Linked DNA regions of Mus musculus: region 2 is linked to region 1. The links are chromatin contacts, called in public Micro-C maps. All regions are on one chromosome and are shown on one strand. The core of a region is the stretch at or near the end of the contact, and the rest is flanking DNA. Distances in the headings are between cores, read along the strand shown.

Region 1 (6,086 bases), core at 1,959-4,458:
CACCACACCTGTCAGTTTTTGTTCCAAGTGATCTGTGGCTTTCATCTGTTCCTTAGGTTCTGTTGGTGGCTTGTGGAGAAGTGCTCCAACCTCACCCAGGCCTGCCTAGCAACAAGAGCTTTGTTGTAGATGTAAAGTCAACCAAGATGCAAGAATATGTTAGAAAAGCAGCTTGTACTTGGTTTCCCTTCTTTTTTTTTTTTTTTTTTTTTTTTTTGGTTGATTTTTTTTCTTTTCTTTTCTTTTTTTTTTAAGATTTATTTATTGATCATATGTAAATACACTGTAGCTGTCTTCAGACACTCCAGAAGAGGGCGTCAGATCTTGTTACGGATGGTTGTGAGCCACCATGTGGTTGCTGGGATTTGAACTCTGGACCTTCGGAAGAGCAGTCGGGTGCTCTTACCCACTGAGCCATCTCACCAGCCCCCTTGGTTTCCCTTCTTGAGCTTGTGATTTTTTTTTTTAGAGGATCTACCTTAGGTACCATTTCTGAATTATAATATTTATTCTTTCCATTAGAACTACCTCAAACACTGACCTGGTGCTGAGCAGGTTTGTAATACTCTTGTAGAGTTATCTCTTCAGAGATGAGCCAAATGTGATTGATTTATTAATTAGCATAAACCATCCTCTGAAATTACCTTGCATTAATCACAATTCATGCAAAATGTATCCAATTAGTCTTAAGATGTAGGTTTGACAGACTCTCCTTTCTTCGGAGACTGAAGTCAATTTTAATAACCCTCTCTGGATAAATCATTAACTCAAACACAGCCTGAAATGACAAGGAGTGGAGAGGAAATTCCAAAACGCACAACAGCCGCACTCTGGCCATACCCAGAGCAATGAGAAATGGAGCCATGGAGGCAGGAGGAGACTGGAGGAGGCTGGAGGAGGCAGGAGGAGACTAGAGGAGGCTAGAGGAGGCAGGAGGAGACTAGAGGAGACTGGAGGAGGCAGGAGGAGACTAGAGGAGGCTAGAGGAGGCAGGAGGAGACTGGAGGAGGCAGGAGGAGACTAGAGGAGGCTAGAGGAGGCAGGAGGAGACTGGAGGCAAGAGGAGGCAGGAGGAGGTTGGAGGAGGCAGGAGGAGACTAGAGGAGGTTGGAGGAGGCAGGAGGAGGCAGGAGGAGACTAGAGGAGGCAGGATGCTGGCAGTTGGGGGTATTGGGTGGAAGGAAGGGGTTCAAGCCTATTCTTCTGAGATTGGGGGCTGGTGGAAAATGTGCAGAGTCCACGGAGAAGGAAACCCCACCCCCCATAGCTTAGCCTTTTGGTGAAAGACACTTAAAAGCTGTCCAGAGCCCAAGCAGAGTGATCCCCTGGTCACAAGTTGGAGTCTCCACCAGCCTCATGTACTTTTAAATGTTCCTTCTCTTTGCTCCAAACCTTGCTCTTTCAAAAGCCTGCACATTTCACTGCCTCCAGATCCCCGATCCCTGAGAGTCTGTCTTACCTACCGATAAGGACACAGAAACTCTTGAGGTTAAGGGCAAAATTATATGGCATGACCAGAGGGGAAGTCTCAAAGATCCCAGGGTAAGATACACAGCTTCTCCAGGCCTCAACGATCTTCTTACGTAATTAAAGAACAGAAATCAATGAAATTGTATGGTTTCACACTCAAAATGGTGGTGCTTTTAGTGTGTCGGATTCCAAGTCAGCTTTCTTAGTAACTTCCCTGAATTGTCCATTTAAGCATATAAATTTTGTATGCATTGTATATGTGCATGTGTATGTGTGAATGCATATATGTGTATTATATAGTTGTATCTGTGTATGCATGTATATATATGTGTGATATATATTTATATGTATTTACTCATGTGTGTAACATGAATATGTATAATACATACTTACATAAATGAAACTACCACACAACGAGGTCTGCGTGTGTCGTGTTTCCTTTGATTCTGTTTTTGTAATGCTGGAGACCAAACCCGAGCTCTCTAGCATGCTACCGTATGCTCTGCTAACCACTGATTTATGCCCCTAAATAGAATGTTCTACAGAAACTATAGAAAGTTTAAGGAATTCTAGTTTAAATCATTTCTGTGAGACCGAACTGTTTTGTCCCTAAAGACAGGGTGCCACTATCTAGGCCAGAACAGCCTGGGCTCTTGCTATGTACACCAGGCTGGCTTTGAACTTGCTCAGATCCTCCTACCTCAAGACCCTGGAGTTCCAGGATCACCCAGGCCTGAGGCAGCACATCCAGCCGAGACCAGATGCATTTCACTGTGTCTAAGGCTGAATGCTTACTTCCTATTCCATGCCTAGTCCATGGGTTGTTGTTCTTGTTGCTGCTGCTGCTCTCCTCCTCCTCCTCCTCCTCTTCCTCCTCCTCTTCCTCTTCTTCTTCCTCTTCCTCCTCCTTCCTGTTGACTACATAAAGAAAAAAGGAGCTACAATTTTCTGGACATTTAAAATTCTGCATACTGGGCTGGAGAGATGGCTCAGCGGTTAAGAGCACTGATACTCTTCCAGAGGTCCTGAGTTCAAATCCCAGCAACCACATGGTGGCTCACAACCATCCGTAATGAGATCTGGGGTGGGGGGTGGGGGAGAAAAGAAAAAAAAAAAGTTCCACATGCCTCGTGAAAGATTTAGTTGGGGAAGACTGGAAATACAGGAAGGGGCAAATCCCAATCTTAGAAAACATGGAACTTGGTTGAAATATCCTAAATACAGTGTACTGTGGGGAGCTGTACTCCTGAGCTACCTGTGAGCCCCCCCCCCCCCCCCCCCCGTATCCATGGAGTTTCTGAAAAGTGGGTAGAAGCTAGAGGGTGCAGCCTCCTGCAGGCAGAGACAGGGCTGAGCTTGAAGGTCTGTCTGTAGGGAGAGCCTGTTTCAAAATGGAAGGAGATAGGAGCGAATGCTTGTAATCCCAGTTCTCAGGAAACTAAGGTAGGTGAATTTGGGGTTCAAAGCCAGCTTGGGCTACATAGGGATTTCAAAGCTAGCCTGAGCCATAAGAGTAAGACCCCGTCTAAAGAAAAAAAAAAAGCCTGGTGGTTGGGGGTATTTCATAAGCACTGTTTGGGGGACCATTTGCCTTTTTGACATACTGTATGTTTTATAAAGTAAAACATACAATTCTCTTGAGACAGATCTAAGAGGAGGACGGTGCCATCCTTACAGCAGACAAGCCTTGGAAATGCGCTCCAGCGTCCGCAGCTTTGAAACCCGGGCTGCTTACTTCTTAGTCACTCAACACTCCCGGCTCAGTTCTGCGATGAAGGGCGTTAAACCCCCAAAGACGCCAGGCAACTCCTGCAATGGTGACCCGTGTTTGCCCAAGGCAGCTTTTGGCCTGACATCTTTCCCCCTACCCAAATCCCGGTACTCCCAGGGGAAGACATCGCTATTTGGGAGAGAGTTTCCACTGCTCTGAGAATTACACGTTTTGGGGAGTAGTCCTCTTAGTGTGCCTTACAGAGCCTCGGAACTCTGGTGGACTTTGTTCTCTCTGTGTTGAAGCCTCTGGGGAAGTTGAAAGAGTTATGATTTATCATTTGGCAAGGGACACTCGGAAACAGCTAACTCGAAGGTCACAGGGACCAGCTCTAGTTTTAAATTCAGCCTCAGGAGGGTAGTTTTATAGAGAGGGTACACGAAGCTTTCTGGGAAAACGTTATGGTTTTGTAACATTAGGAATCTAGAAGTGATTGATCATCTATTACAGTGTCATGTGGATGCTTCTTGGTGCAAAAATGAATTAAAACATAACATGGTTAAACTGGGAGGGGAGCTCTTTTCTTTGCCGGAAGCAAACATTCACTGAATGACACATACATACAATCCCAGCACTGAGGCAGAAATATCAAGAGCTAAGAGGCTACCCTGAGTAACAACGAGAGACCCGGATTCAAAACAAAACTAAAGCAACAAACAACGACTACAAAAGCATAGTTTGGGAACTCAGAATGTAGCTCGGAGGTGGAATACTTGCTTAGCATGTGTAAAACCCGGGGTCCCATCCCGACACTGTGAAAACTACAAATAAATCAAAAGACAAAGACAGAATACGCGGTTTAGGAATAATCCTAATTTTAAAATACATTAGAATTGTAAAAAGAAATTCGGAATGTATTAAAATCTTTTCCGGGGTGGGGGGTGGGGCAAGAAGAAGAGATTCTGAAAAGAGTGTTTAAAACTAATCAACAGATGCCATTCACCATCGGGCCTTGTCCAGAGACAGGTCAGAGGAGCCGCCAGCCAAGTTCCAAACAGCAACATTGGAATCCTAAAAGCAGAGCTGGTTCTGGTGGCCAGTCTGCTGCACGCCTGGCTCCATTATTTATTGATGCTTTTAAATTGATGTTGCAGTGGCCAGCTGATACCTCTGCTTCCTTCTGTGAAGTGTGTGACATTCCTGGTTTCCCTTCCTCCCCCCCAGACACCCCCCCCCCCGCCCCGCCAACCCTCCCCCTGCTCGCCCCTTCTCTTCTTCCTCCCCCCTCCTCCAGGGCTCAGAGGGCAAATGTAAAAATTTCCCCAGATGAATGTGTGGTACTGTGAGCAAGGCTGGGAACACAGCCTGGGCAGGGCTTTCCTCATTTTCAATGGCATCAGCTGCTTCCTCCCCCTCCCCCATACCTCTCACACGCACCCCTTCCCCCCTACACTGGAGCCTTAGATCCTAGCCAGGTTTGGCAAACCCCTACTTGGCTGGAAAGATCTACCTCTGGCAAATAGAAAAACTATTATAAGAGTTGCTGTTCACTTCATCTTTTATTTGTCAATAATAATAATAATAATAACAACAAAAATACTGAAACCTTAAAACACTCTTTAAAAGTAAACATCAAAAAGTTGCACAGTAAAAACTTTCGGGGCATACATGCATGTTTTCCTGTGAAGAACCTTCCTTCATTAAAAAAAAAAAAACATTTATTTACTTATTGCACGTGCCATGGTGCAAGTGTGGAGGTCACAGGACAGTTTACAGGAGTCAATTCTCTCCTACACACGTGGCACGCAGAGACTGAACTCAGATGGTCAGACCTGGAGGTGGGTACCTTTACCCGCAAAGCCATCTGTCCAACCTTTCTAAAGAGTCTTCTAAAAAAAAACAAACCAATCAAAACACGATATAAATGCAGATTCATCACAGAGGATGGAAACAGAGCTGTTTGGGACATGCTCCTGATGACCATGATAAGAGAGGAAACTGAATTAGCCCCAGTGCGAGGCCTCACAGCTAAAGAAGCAGGCAGCAGGCAGGACTGGGTGGATCTCAGCTGATGGAGGGTTTGCTCAGAGTGTAGAAAGCCTTGGGTTTGGGTTCTATCTCCAGCTTTGCATTAAACAGGAAGTGGTGGCACACAGCTTGTAATCCCAGCACTTGAGAAGACGAGGCAGGAGGATTGCTCTTGTAGAGGACTGGAGTTTGGTTCCTAACACCCACTTGGGTGGCTCCCAGCCTCCTGTAAGCCCAGTCTCCAATGTATCCGTTGCATCTGGTCTCCAAGGGCTCTGGACTCATGTGAGCACACACATAGACATGCACATAAACTCTAATTTTAAAGTAGAAGAAAACACTCTGGGCATTATGACAGAGGCAGGCAGGTCTACATAGCGAGCTCCAGGACAACCAGGGCTGTGTAGAGAGACCGTGTCATACAAAGAAGAAGCTGGGTAGTAGTGGTACACCCCTTTAGTCCCAGCACTAGGGAGGCAGAGCCAGGTGGAACTCTGGATTTGAAGGCAGTCTGGTCTACAGATCAAGTTCCAGGACAGCCAGGGCTGCACAGAGAAACCCTGTCTCAGAAAAACAAAATGAAGTGAAAAAGAAAAACAATGAAAAAAAATTGGAGAGCCTTGAATACTGACTGCTGTCTAAGAGGATATAAAAATAAAACTGGGTCCAACCATTGAGCACTTGCCCTGGACTTTACACATACACACACACACACACACACTCACACACACATATACATATGTACACACACACCCACAAACACACATATATACACATACATACATACTCACACATATATATACACACTAGTACACACATACGCAAATACACACATGCATATACACGTACTCACACATACATACCCATACTCACACAA
Region 2 (5,627 bases), core at 553-3,052, 220 kb before region 1:
GGTCCCTGAATCCGATCTCTGGTCATCAGGCATGGCAGCAGTGCACCCGGACTTGCTGAGCCCTCTCGAAGGCCCCAGCAGACTTTCCTAAGGGATGCCAGCTCCGGGCCCCCAGGTCACTCCAGCCACAGGAACCACAGTCTGAAGAGCAAGCCTGCTGTTTCCGCTCCCTGATCGCCTTCTTTCCAGCACTACGTTCAGAAACGCTGCTCTCCTGGGAAGAAGACAGGCGGACAGTAAAGTGGATGTGGTGGTGCACGCCTGTAATCCCAGCACTTGGGAGGCGAAGGCAGGAGAATCGGGTATTCAAGATTATCCTCTGCTACACAGTGGGCAGGAGGCTGGCCTGGACTACACAAGATCCTGTCTCCAAACCAAACCAAACCAAAACCAACAACAGCAAACAAACAACAACAAAAACTGGGACAGGAAATAAATTTAAATGACTGGGAGGAGAATTTGGAAAGCATTATCTAAAAGGACAAAATGTGTGTGTTTCTGTGTGTGTGTCTGTGTGCATATGTGTGTGCGTCTCTCTCTCTCTCTCTCTCTCTGTGTTTCTTTGCATAACACCAAGCAGTTCTTAGTAGGAATTCTTAGATCTCTCTCAGAAAACATGGCAGAGGAGAGTGCAAACGCACACACATATAAATGTGTGTGTATATATATATATATATATGTTATATATAATATACATATAAATATGTAATATATATTAAATGGCAGAGGAAAGTGGAAACAAACAAATATACATACATGCATACATACATATGTACGTATGTACATGTGCACGTGCATGTGTGCATGCATGTGTGTCTTTGTATTTTACGTGTCTGGGCGTTTGTCTGTGTACCATGAGCATGTGTCACCCTCAGAGCCGGAAGAGGGTGTCAGATCCCTGCCGCTGTAGTTACTGGAGTTTGTGAGCTGCTGTGTGGGTGCAAAGGACTCTTAACTGCTGAGCCATCTCTCCAGCCCTTAGACTTTTACATTTTAAGATTTATTTGATTTCCACTTGAGATCTGATCATTTCCCAGATAGGAGCATGGCTATCTCTAGGAAATTTGTTTCAACCCTGTGTGATGACAACACAATTAAAAAAAATTTTTTTTCAGTACACTTGTCTTTCAAATGACCCAGTTTAAAGTTAATTATTTACTGAGGCACTGGACAACATTTTATCCATAACGTTATTGACTTTCTACTGATGGCATTCCGGGCTTTGTGTATGCTACATAAGCACACTGCATTTGAGTGATCAATCCCCAGTCCAAGGATTTTTTTTTTTTTTTAATTTTAGCTTCCTTTGCAAGAGGAAAGTTTAGAATTGAGAAAAACCCACTAGGTTGTAACTCTCCACCACAGCCTCATGTACCCACTTGCCCACCATGAAAGGGCAGTGGAAATATTGAAATTAGTAGTAGTAATTTCTTTCCCATGATGGCTCAGTAGATGTACGCTTTCCTCATTTGTTTATTCCTCTATGTTTTCTCTATTTTTAGGTGTTTTTTTTTTAATTTAAGAGGGGATTGTGAAAGGGCATTGCAATATAGAAATATTGCAATCCTCCAGCACCGCTTCTCAAGTGCTGGGATTACAGGCGTGAGCTGCCAAGCCTGGTTTGTCTGTTTCACACAATAAAAACACAAAACAAAACAGAAACACAGCCAACATTTCTCCTGTTCGTCCAGTAGGTGGCGCCGTGGGACAAGAGCATCCCGAGGCGCACTGGACATCTGCAGGCCTCCCTTGCCGATCACAGTGGCGCCCACAAGAGATGATTTTCTCTCTGCTTAGTTCCCAAACTCAGCGATCCAGACCTTGTGTGGCAATTGCTCTGAAACAACGCTGGCTTTTCAAACAAGCCTGTCTCCAGCACTGTGCGACAGTGGCAGATTTTGGCGCCCTTTCCTGATTGACATTTCCTGGATTGCTTCAATTGCATTCCTTCCCAGTCCCGCTATGAGCTTAAAACATGAAAATGCACTTTTATTAGCTGGTGTGAATCGGGATAGGAATCGTGGGACAAATAAGAGCATCAAGCAAGCAAACAAACAAACAAAAATCCCTACATCGATAATACATCTTTGATTTCCTTAGTAACTCTGAGCTTTGTGGTTATATGGGGGGAGGGGACGGGGTGGGGATCACAATAACAAACCGTTACCAGTGAGACCCACAAAATTATAATAGTATCTTCTTCGTGCTTGTTAATTTACTTTCTTTTTAGGCAAATAAGTATCTGAATTGTATGTCCTAGAATGAGCTAAACATCTTTTTCTTCCTGAATCTAAGGTCTCCGTGTAGGTGCCAATGATCTGGGGAGAAGAAAGGGAAGTGAGAGAGGCAGACAAAACCCACGGTGCAGTTGTAGCATCCTGCATCCCCGGGGGAGAGGAAAGCCGCATTCCTCACTTTCCTTTGATCCCAGGCAGCACCGGCTCCAATTTCTAGAGATTGAAGGAGCCGGTTGCTGGTTTCTGCACCTTCCTCCAGCTCAGTTCAGAAGCCCCTGCGTTCTCAGCCCTGATTCTTGGTCTAAAGATTCAAAATGAAGTCAGCCCTAGTCCGGCTTTGGGCTGCCAAGACCCTGCTGTCGAGGAGGCTGAGGATTGATTGGCACTTGTCAGAGGGAGGGGACTGAGGATCACAGATGGGTTTCCTCATCGAAAACCTAGTCCCAGTGAGGCAGAGGCGGCCCCCAACCCAACAGATTAGGGTGGCTTATCCGGAGCGCCTTCCTGTTTGCTCTTTGAAGCCAACAGACGGAGGAAAACGCATAGGCTTCTGACATAGGGAATAATTACCCACACCTGTTTGCTTAAAGGTTTCTGGGCATTTCCTGAAGAATACTTCTAGCGTGTCCTGGGAACCTTACTAGTGCGATTAATTGTAGTGCAGACAGTTGAGATTAAGGACAAAGACAGTCCGGTCCTGCAAGAAGCTCTCAGCTGGTGACCTGAGAGCTGGAGCCAAACCCCAGCCTCATTTACTTTGACCCTAGAGACGATTATTATGCTTTCTCTAGTTACACAAGTTGTTTAACCTTTGCTGTTATAGACTGCCCTGGTTGTACTTCTGTTGCTGCATTAAAATATTCTGGGGGCGGGGGGGGGGGGAGCAACTTAGGAGGAAAAGGTTTTATTGTAGTTCACAGTCCTGAGTTACAGCCCATCATTTTCAGGAAGTCCGGGCTGAGCTCAGTCTGCTAGTTACTGATTTAAGGGAGTTCTCTAGTCTGAACCAGTCCAGAGCTCAGCATAGGGAATGGCGCCGCCCACATAGGGCCATGTCTTTGTTCATAAATCAACCATCAAAATAACCCCCCACAGACACGCCCAAAGGGCATCTACATCGAGACAATTCCTCATTAAGACTCTGATCCCAGGTGATTCTCTGTTGCATCAAGGTGACAGTTAAAACCAGCAATGCAGTAATGCACTCTCCTGGCTCAAATCGAGAAATTGCAATCCATACGTTTGTCTGTCATTGCCACTGACTGAATTCTTCTTGCCCTTTGCATTTTAGTGTATCTTCCTATCATTTATTTAGACAGAAATAAAATCTGAATTCTTATTTTTTTTCTGTCTTCCAGAAATAGTAATATAGTATATACACTGTACCACGCTTTTATTTAGTTAACACACTCTTTGCCTGCACATAAAGCGCTTCCTCATTCCTCATGTCTATGAAGTGTTCTACTGAATAGACAGACATACCATGCACGACACATTTAACCTTGACTTACCCATGACCTTTGCCTGTCTGCCCAACTCTTCTGTCACTCTCCCTACAGCAAGCATCTTCTTCCAATTAGTCATTTGACCTGTGTGATGTTAGGTTTAGAATAAACTCTTAGAAATGGAATTGCTAGGCTATTTATTTTTATTTATTTATTTTGGTAAGCAATAACAACTTTTCCTCTATCCAGACTGAATTAATTTATACTTCAGCAGCACTATCTGGGCACCTGTTACTACAGCCTGCTTAATGGAGGTTTTTACGAACATTTGGAATCTTTACTTCCCACTCTCTCTTTTCATGACTTTTAGGTTTCATGTCATAGATACAACTTTAAGTCCAGAACTGTAAGATTTTCTTCAAGTGATTTTATCCATTTGGATTATTCCCTTGAGCTTGGGTGGAGCTAGGATACCAAATTAATCCTGCACACACACATACACACTCGCACATTATACACACACACATATACACACACATATACACACATACATATGCATACACACATGCACACACATGCACACACACATAGACACATGCATATATACACGTACACACACATATGCACATGCACACATATACATATATACACACATACACACATGCACACTCATCTACACACATACATATATACATGCATACACACAAACACACACACATACATATATACACATACACGCATACACACACATATACACATCTGCACACACACACACTGAGTGTTATTTGTCCCCTCTTGTCTCATTAGGATGTTCTTCACCTTCATGGGTTTACAGTCCATGCCTTGGACTCAGGTCCCATACATCTTTAAGCAAAACAGATTGCATGGGTTTTGGACACATAGGAAAACACACAGCAGTGAAGAATGACAGGCAGGCATGGACTTCAGTTCGAATCCATTGCTGAGAAGGTACTTGTGTAAACCTGGAGCAGGGAGATGAGGCAGTTAAGGCATGTGGTGCCTAACGCCTTTCACTGCAGTTATATGGGATGGGGCTCAACCCCAACTCTACTCTTTGATTGTTGGCAAGTGTTTATTCTTTTCATACAAAAATGTCTCCCTCTTCAAAACTGGAATTGTAAGTAGAACATCCTTCATCGGTCCTCCTGGGAACTAGTGTGCCAGACTAGGGTTTTGGGTTGCTACTAATATGATAGAACATATTGTTCTTTCCTTTGCACATTCCCCAGTAAAATCAGTGGCTACAGAATACCCATCATGTGACTGGCTGCAGTTTAATATCATATCATATGGCTGAAGTCTAATATCACATCATATGGCTGTAGTCTAATATCATATCATATGGCTGTAGTCTAATATCACATCATATGGCTGTAGTCTAATGTCATGTCATGTCATATGGCTGTAGTTTAATATCACATCATGTAGTTGTCATCTAATATCACATCATATGGCTGTAGTCTAATATCACATCATATGGCTGTACTCAAATGTCACACGTTAACACTACTTGCAAATTCATTTGACTTTCCTGGGATCATCAGGATTCTGAAGGGCTCATCTCGACTCCTCCAGCAGCATCCCACGAACTTTCGTTCCCTGATGTGGACACAGAGAATATTTCCATCCCCACAGGTCTATCCTCACCTCCTCCCCTAACTCCCAAGACAATGTCTCTCTGTGCAACACAGGCTACATGAGAATTACTGTGTGGCTCTGACTGATCTCAAACTCACAAACCTCCTTCCCCAGCCTCCTATGGGGAGGGATCATCTGTGTGTGCCTCAGGTCTCCCTCCATTCCTCCTAGCAACCACTGATCAATATGTCCTCCATTCTTGTTGCTTTCCCATTTCAAGGCTGTCGTAGAAGCAGGGTCATACGCCATGACTGGTTTCTGATAGACATTTTCCCTTCATAGGCTT

Evidence for each region. Hi-C and Micro-C count contacts between places; a contact is called where the count stands out from the background.
Region 2: a contact with region 1 is called in a Micro-C map of brown adipocytes, with 2.2 times the contacts expected there. The contact joins two enhancer-like sites. A contact is called at or near these places in 1 of 484 Hi-C or Micro-C datasets (brown adipocytes), 1 of 115 datasets of contacts at active chromatin or transcription factors (microglia) and 1 of 9 other capture datasets (pancreatic islet).

Annotation. Positions count from the first base shown.
Region 1 is chr2:170,174,948-170,181,033 of GRCm38.p6, reverse strand. Gm34403 (predicted gene, 34403) reads left to right here. Exons shown (of 3, transcript NR_166137.1): 3 at 3,117-3,745. Among named protein-coding and RNA genes, the nearest start is that of Gm34403, 6.8 kb to the left of the region's middle. Within about 2 kb of position 3,208, at least 22 of the 459 cell types and tissues checked have an H3K27ac peak or open chromatin away from gene starts, as enhancers often do. A contact at or near this core is called in brown adipocytes, where this site is marked.
Region 2 is chr2:170,397,711-170,403,337 of GRCm38.p6, reverse strand. The region is part of intron 4 of Bcas1 (breast carcinoma amplified sequence 1); the gene reads left to right. Among named protein-coding and RNA genes, the nearest start is that of Bcas1, 27 kb to the left of the region's middle. Within about 2 kb of position 1,802, at least 68 of the 459 cell types and tissues checked have an H3K27ac peak or open chromatin away from gene starts, as enhancers often do. A contact at or near this core is called in brown adipocytes, where this site is marked.